Regions from separate parts of the Sus scrofa genome. Here region 2 is linked to region 1. Evidence: chromatin contacts called from public HiChIP or PLAC-seq data. All regions are on one chromosome and are shown on one strand. The core of a region is the stretch at or near the end of the contact, and the rest is flanking DNA. Distances in the headings are between cores, read along the strand shown.

Region 1 (3,154 bases), core at 213-2,712:
GTTTAAAATAAATTTTGGTACAGAGGTCCTGCCTTTTTACCTCTACATTATTATCTTTGACACTCAGCTAAGCTCTAGTCTGGAAGTATCAAAGCCCAGCTAGAAGGTGGAAGAAGGGTACCAGACCCATGGAATGTGTCTTTTAGAAATAGTGGCCATTCAGAAAAGGAAGCTGTTGATATTATCCCAAGTGTAGGATTACATGAAGATAAACTGCTATTGGGTGGGAAAAGACTGATACCTTAAGCATTTCAGAGTAGTTTTTTAAACCATAGAACACATTGAGCCTTTCCCTGTAAGATTTTTAACTAGCAACCAGCAAAAAAAATAAAAAAAATAAAAAAAATAAAGGAAAAAGGAAAGAGTGAGGGATATCTGGGGAATGAAAGAGGAAATAGCAAACCTACACCACAGCTCATGGCAATGCCAGATCCTTAACCCTCTGAGCAAGGCCAGGGATTGAACCCGCAACCTCATGGTTCCTAGTTGGATTCGTTAACCACTGAGCCACGATGGGAACTCCTACCATATAAATTTTTATATAATATTGAATAGATTTCCTTGTGCTCTCCAGTAGTTCCCTGTTGATTATTTTATATATAGTATTGTGTGTATATTAATCCCAAACATAATTTATTTCCCCCCCATGCACCTTTCTCCTTTGGTAACTGTATGTTTGTTTTCTATGTTGTGAGTTAAAACAGAAATATTTTACAGAACATTATGGATGTACTGGGTTAAATATAAATTTATTAAGATTATTTCATCTGTTTCCATTTACTTTTTCTTTTTTGGTTTTTTTGTTTGTTTGTTTGTTTGTTTGGCTTGCCTATGCCATGTGGAAGTTCCTGGGCCATGAATTGAATCCATACCACAGTGTCAACCTAGGCCTCTGCAGTGATTGCCAGGTCTTTAACTCATTGCACCACAAGGGAACTCCTCTACTTACTTTTTAATATGGGTACTGGAAAATTTAAAATTACCTATGTGACTTGCATTTATGGCTTGTGTTATATTTCTATTGCTGCTCTAGGCACCTCATCCAGTACTTTTCCAGAAAAATAAAGGGAAGGAAAACAGGAGGGAGAACTGGGTATCATGGAATTTGAAGCATTCTTTCTTTAACTGTCTCTGTTTTGTTCATTTCAATTCAATTCAATTAAAAAAGCTATTGAATAGCTAATATTTATGAAGATGGTTCTAGGCAATATGTTCAGCATCTTTTGAGGAGGGGGGAAAAGGATCATAACAGGGTGAGAGGATGTCTTTTCTGGACTTTTCTAACCAGATCCACATGAGAGGAAGCCCAGAAAAGATTCCCTCATTAGATCTGTTCTGACGGAACTGTTAAGTCGTGCAAATGGGCAGAACCTGAGATTTTCCTGTCTGGGTGGCTACACTGATCTCACACACCCAAGGGCATTTCAGAGCAGGTGCAGGAAGGGAGGCTGTGCTGTCTGTCATGCGGCCTGTCCAAGCGGATTCCACCCACACGGGGGAAGACCTTGGCCGAGGACAAACGTGTGAAGCACATTAAGGAAGAGCGGTATGAAAAACACAGCTCAGAGTAGGAGTGAAGGAAATGTTGAGAAACTAATGAACCATAAGATCTCTGTAATCGTCTCTTAATAGGCACATTGTTGAATAACACCGGTGTGTGTGCTAGGTTAGCTGTAACTTGCTACATCCGTTTTCAAGAGCTGCATGGCAGTGCGCACCTAATTCTTTGGAGGAGAGGACTGAACTCACTGTTGTCACTTCAAGCACACCCTAGTAATTATTGCCACAGATCCCAGTCTCAGAAAATATTAATATTTTTACAGTAACAGTTTTCAAAACCTGGAGTGCAACAAAAGAAAATTGAACTACTATTGCAGTTTTTCAAGGTTTGAGTGGAAGGGGGGAAATCGACTTGTGTTTTTTTTTTTTTTTTTTTTAACGAAATTCCACTTTTAAAATTCTGGATCTATTTGAAATCTGTCATTTAAAAATTAATAACTGTTTTCCTTTAACGCAGTCTGTGTAAAGAAACCGAATCCACTTCTGAACAGTTCTCCTGCCTTCCCAGATACATGGAAATTCACTACTGTTGCTGACAAACAAAATGCCACAAGATTTGTCATACAAATCACATTATAAGAGGTTCCAAAAACTTGACAACGTTGACAGTTGTTTTCAGCAAATGGCTGCTTTACTCTGTACTGTCAATGTTGATGTCCTTGTGCACATGTAAAAGAGCAATGTGATTAAGGCAAGCTTGTCCACGCTATATCTGAGCCAAGTTTTCCGTCTCCGCGTGGCACTGAAAGATTGCTCAGCTGTTGCAGATAAGGCAGGAATAGCTAGCAGATTTCTGCCATTTAAAAAAAAAAGAAAAAAAAAAACGTTCTCTGGGCATGCATTTCTGTAGGAATTTACCAACATCTGCTGCTGACCTAAAGTTTTCAGTAGAAGTGGCATATTTAATTTGTATAAGTAATTCACAACGGCATTGGTCAAGCCCTATTTCCTTTGAAGATGATGGGTTGCATTCACCAGGAAGAAATGAGTTGAAGTTTAATAACATTTATATTCCCTAAATTGTCATTGTAGTTTCAGGCCTCATACTTTTTTTTGGCTCATCTTACATTTATTTTCTTCATGTTCTCTAAATTATATTTCGGCAGGGAAACTTTTTAGAAAGAAGAATAAAGAGCTGAGAGATTTTGGTGATTCCACAGAAGGCCTACACTTCACACTTATCTTTTTTTTATAGGCTCTCTGAAAATGTTTGATTTTTGGAAGCTAATTTATTCTGGGAGAATTTTGTAGTTGAATTTTAGTGTGATTTAAAATTATCATATGTGTTATCCTCAAAAGAACATATAGGATTTAGGTATTTCCCATTGTCAGGATAACTTCTGACTTGGGACAGGATTTATTTACCATTTTATTTACCGCTGCTCATTTTTGAAATTTATTCCGTTTGTTTATATTATTTTAATTTAGTTTCTTTTGAAATATGAATGCTCTTCAGGTAAAACTACAAAAAACTTAACTTAGTCCTGGCAATTCAAACCTGTCTTGTAATGCATTTGTTATTTGATTCATCTATTCTTATTCTTGGTCACCTTCTAGTACAGCTGCATGCTTTAACTGTCTGACTGGTCTTTGA
Region 2 (3,375 bases), core at 479-2,978, 490 kb after region 1:
TTAAAAAGAATGAAATTCTGGAATCCTGTCATTTTCAACATGGATTAAGCTGGAAAACATTGTGCCAGGTGAAATGAGCAAGACATAGAAAGACAAATCTTCTATGTACAAAATCTAAAATAGTCAAACTCATAGAAACAGGGTAAGACAGTGATTGCCAAGGTCCTATGGGGAGGGAAAAGGGGGTGGTGTCAGCAAAGGGTACATAGTCTGAGTTGTGCAAGATGAAAAAGGTCCACTCTACAGCATGGTGATTACAGTTAACAATACTATATTATACAGTGAAATTGGCTAAGAAGATAGATTTTAAATGAAGTCTTCTTACCACACCCACACAAGAGGTGATGGACATGTTAATTAGCTTGATTGTAATGCTCATTTCACTATGTATATGTATATCAAAACATCAATTTGTACACCTTAAATATGTACAATTTTTATGCCATTGATATCTCAAGAAAGCTGTTGAAAACTTATTTTTCTGACATGCCCATCATCTCATTCACCTCTGGTTACTCTTCTATCCTGCGGAACCCACAATGAAGATCTAGTGTCTTGATTAATCCAAGTGAAAATGAGGAATTTTTAACCCTCACAGTATCTTTGTTCTTTCTGATTAGTTTTTTTTTAAAGCTGTCTCTCCAAAATGAGTGGTAACTTTCAAACTTAATTTAAAAAGAAAAAGAAAAAGAAAAAGGAAGTATAATCATCTTCTAAGTGTAAGTCTGACAGTTTAGGTGCTCTGTCATTTCCTAGAGCAAGTCAGAAACACCTACTCCATGGATCCCAGGCAGTTTTACACTAAACTGTTTTTATTAATGAGAGCTCATTCAACCCCTCCAGTCTCTTGGCGGGAGCAGTCATAGAACTGGGTGGCTTGTGCCTGATTTAGATCAGCACATTGCGTGGCTATAGGATAGTGACACACTTCCTTGGGGCTCAGGATTGTGGAGGCAAGAGAATTTTACTAGGTAGCCCTTGTGGAAATCTGTGGTTTTCTACTTTTTCCAGGAACTGAAGGGCAACAAGAGTGAGTTGATCCTGACTGGAGACGTTGCCCAAAGGTCCATTAACAGGAGAGTATGTCTAGGGCAGAGCTGGCCATGCCTGCCAGAGGCCAGCCAGCATTCATGTGGTTTATCAAGATCATCCCTATGAATGTCACTGAGTAAACAGCACTTAAACTTCTTAAAATATCTCCTAAAAAACTAAAAGGAAATTGCACCAAGCATGGCATCTGGGAGTGAGGTACACAGCTGCTGAAGGCAGGAAACTTAAAGTGGCCTCTCCTCCCGCCACCACGAGCCGATTAGATTCCTTTCTGTATTTTTTAAGGTCTCATGATAATATATACAGATGAATGCAGAGTCTCAGATTTCTGACTTTCTCTGTTTTCTAAGCAGCCTAATCCAATAAGCTTCAAACTTTCCATTGGTGGCTGGTCTGACGATGCAAGCAGAAGGAACAGGTTGGTAGTTTGAAGAAAAAAAAAGAAGAGGGGGCAGAACAACTTCCAATTGCTTACAATTTACAGTTGGCTAAGCAGTAAACACAACTTCTAGATGTGCCAGCCTCCTCAAAACTGGCCATTTTTATCTCACTGTCTCCACTAGCTGCTCAAAGCCATAACCCAAAGTGCCCTAACAGAAAACCACTGGAGGGTGTGGTCTCTGCTTGTACCGGGTAATGAACAGGGAAGCTATTTATTTCTAGGGCATCTCTGTTCAGTGACTCATGTTTCGACTGGAAAATTGGCCACAGCTTTCTAGCAGCTCTTTCCTGCCAGCTCTCCTGGCATCCTACCCAGTGCTTCCACAGCCCCTCCCCCTTTCTCCTTGCCTGGTCTGCTTTTCTATTCCTAAAGCCCCCACTTAATAATAGTCATTGTTCCACGTTAACCTTGAGGATCTGGGAGGAAGGACATTGAAGGGCGTAGCTGTGTGCTATAATGAGCATTTGGCTCTATAGCAGGTGGAAAAGGCTTTGGGGATCTGGGCAGATTAGGAGGAGAGGGGGCTCTAGCAGATGTTGAAGCAAGATGATGTATTGCTGCTCACTCTGGGATTCAGACAATACCAGTGCAAAAGTAGAACAGGGAAAAGGGGGAAAAATTGATCCCTTTTGATACAAACTGGGCTAGAAACCAGACACACTTGAAACTGAGCATTTAAGAAAGACAAATTTGTTTCTAGGCCCTGGGTTTTTGCCTGTCTATTTTTTTTTTTCCTAATGGCAGATCAATTGCCAAATTGTTATTTTAATTTGAATGTTAACTACCTCCAGGGCTTGACTTATTTCCCATCAGCTAAAGGTTCCTATTAGTCTGACTTCTTTGTAGTAAAAGAAAAATAGAAATAGAAGCGTCAAAAACTTCATTTTAGCATGTGTTCAGAGCCAAGAAGCCATTTAAAGCAAAGGTGAATGACATTTAATTAATGATTGATCTTACCATTTGAAGAAACATATAATTAAAGATATTATTGTGCTTTGCACTAGGCAATACAATATTAAAGAAAATACTGATATAAACAAATGTTCCATTCACTTTACAAAGAATCTTAATAGATATATGCTGAATATTACTAGTCCTTTAATACTTATTTCAGTGTTTTATGAAATTCTTGATATGGAGATGGAGATAAATTAAGTGCTATGGTTTGTAAGGTTATTCACATATATTTTTACATACACTTATAGCCACACACACACACACACACACACACACACACACACACACACACATATACATGCAAAAGAGAGCAATTGGAACAGCCAGAGGATGAGTGGTCTAAGAGGCCAAGGTAGAAGCTGCAAGCCTCCCTGATCCAGTCTTAGAAGTCATGAAGTATCCTTCCAATCTCATGTTACTGGATTTAGGAGTCACTAAGGCCAGCCCAGATTCCACAGGAAGGAGAAGACTCTCCATAACTTGATGGGAAGTAGTAAGGTTACCCCTCATCGGAGCATGTGAGATTGGAAACTGCAGTTGTAGCCATTTTTGGAAAATGCAATGTGCAGTATGTCTTTCTTACAACACATAACAACCAGTTCTTGCATTTTTTTTTTGTCATCTTTTTAAGGCCACCCATGCCATATGGAGGTTCCCAAGCTAGGGGTCAAATCAGAACTGTAGCTGCTGGCCTACACCACAGCCATAGCAACTCAGGGATCTGAGCCTCATCTGCAACCTACACCACAGCTCAAGGCAACACTGGATCCTTAGCCCACTGAGCAAGGCCAGGGATCAAACCTATGAATACTAGTCAGATTTGTTTCCGCTGAGCCACAATGGGAACTCCAAGTTCTTGTATTTTTTTTTTAATTAGTGCCTTACTCCTTACAAATCCTGAAGATAAAATTATGTGCCAATCACAA

What was found. HiChIP or PLAC-seq counts read pairs in DNA pulled down with a chosen protein or histone mark.
Region 2: an H3K27ac HiChIP or PLAC-seq map of skeletal muscle shows a contact between it and region 1, with 5 times the contacts expected there. The contact joins two enhancer-like sites. A contact is called at or near these places in 2 of 47 Hi-C or Micro-C datasets (epiblast stem cells and psoas muscle) and 1 of 2 datasets of contacts at active chromatin or transcription factors (skeletal muscle).

What each region holds. Positions count from the first base shown.
Region 1 is chr2:96,319,494-96,322,647 of Sscrofa11.1, forward strand. All of the region lies in intron 3 of LOC102159394 (a long non-coding RNA gene), which reads left to right. Among named protein-coding and RNA genes, the nearest start is that of MEF2C, 100 kb to the left of the region's middle. Within about 2 kb of position 1,463, at least 2 of the 83 cell types and tissues checked have an H3K27ac peak or open chromatin away from gene starts, as enhancers often do. A contact at or near this core is called in skeletal muscle, where this site is marked.
Region 2 is chr2:96,806,028-96,809,402 of Sscrofa11.1, forward strand. The region is part of intron 4 of LOC110259422 (a long non-coding RNA gene); the gene reads right to left. Among named protein-coding and RNA genes, the nearest start is that of MEF2C, 590 kb to the left of the region's middle. Within about 2 kb of position 1,729, at least 16 of the 83 cell types and tissues checked have an H3K27ac peak or open chromatin away from gene starts, as enhancers often do. A contact at or near this core is called in skeletal muscle, where this site is marked.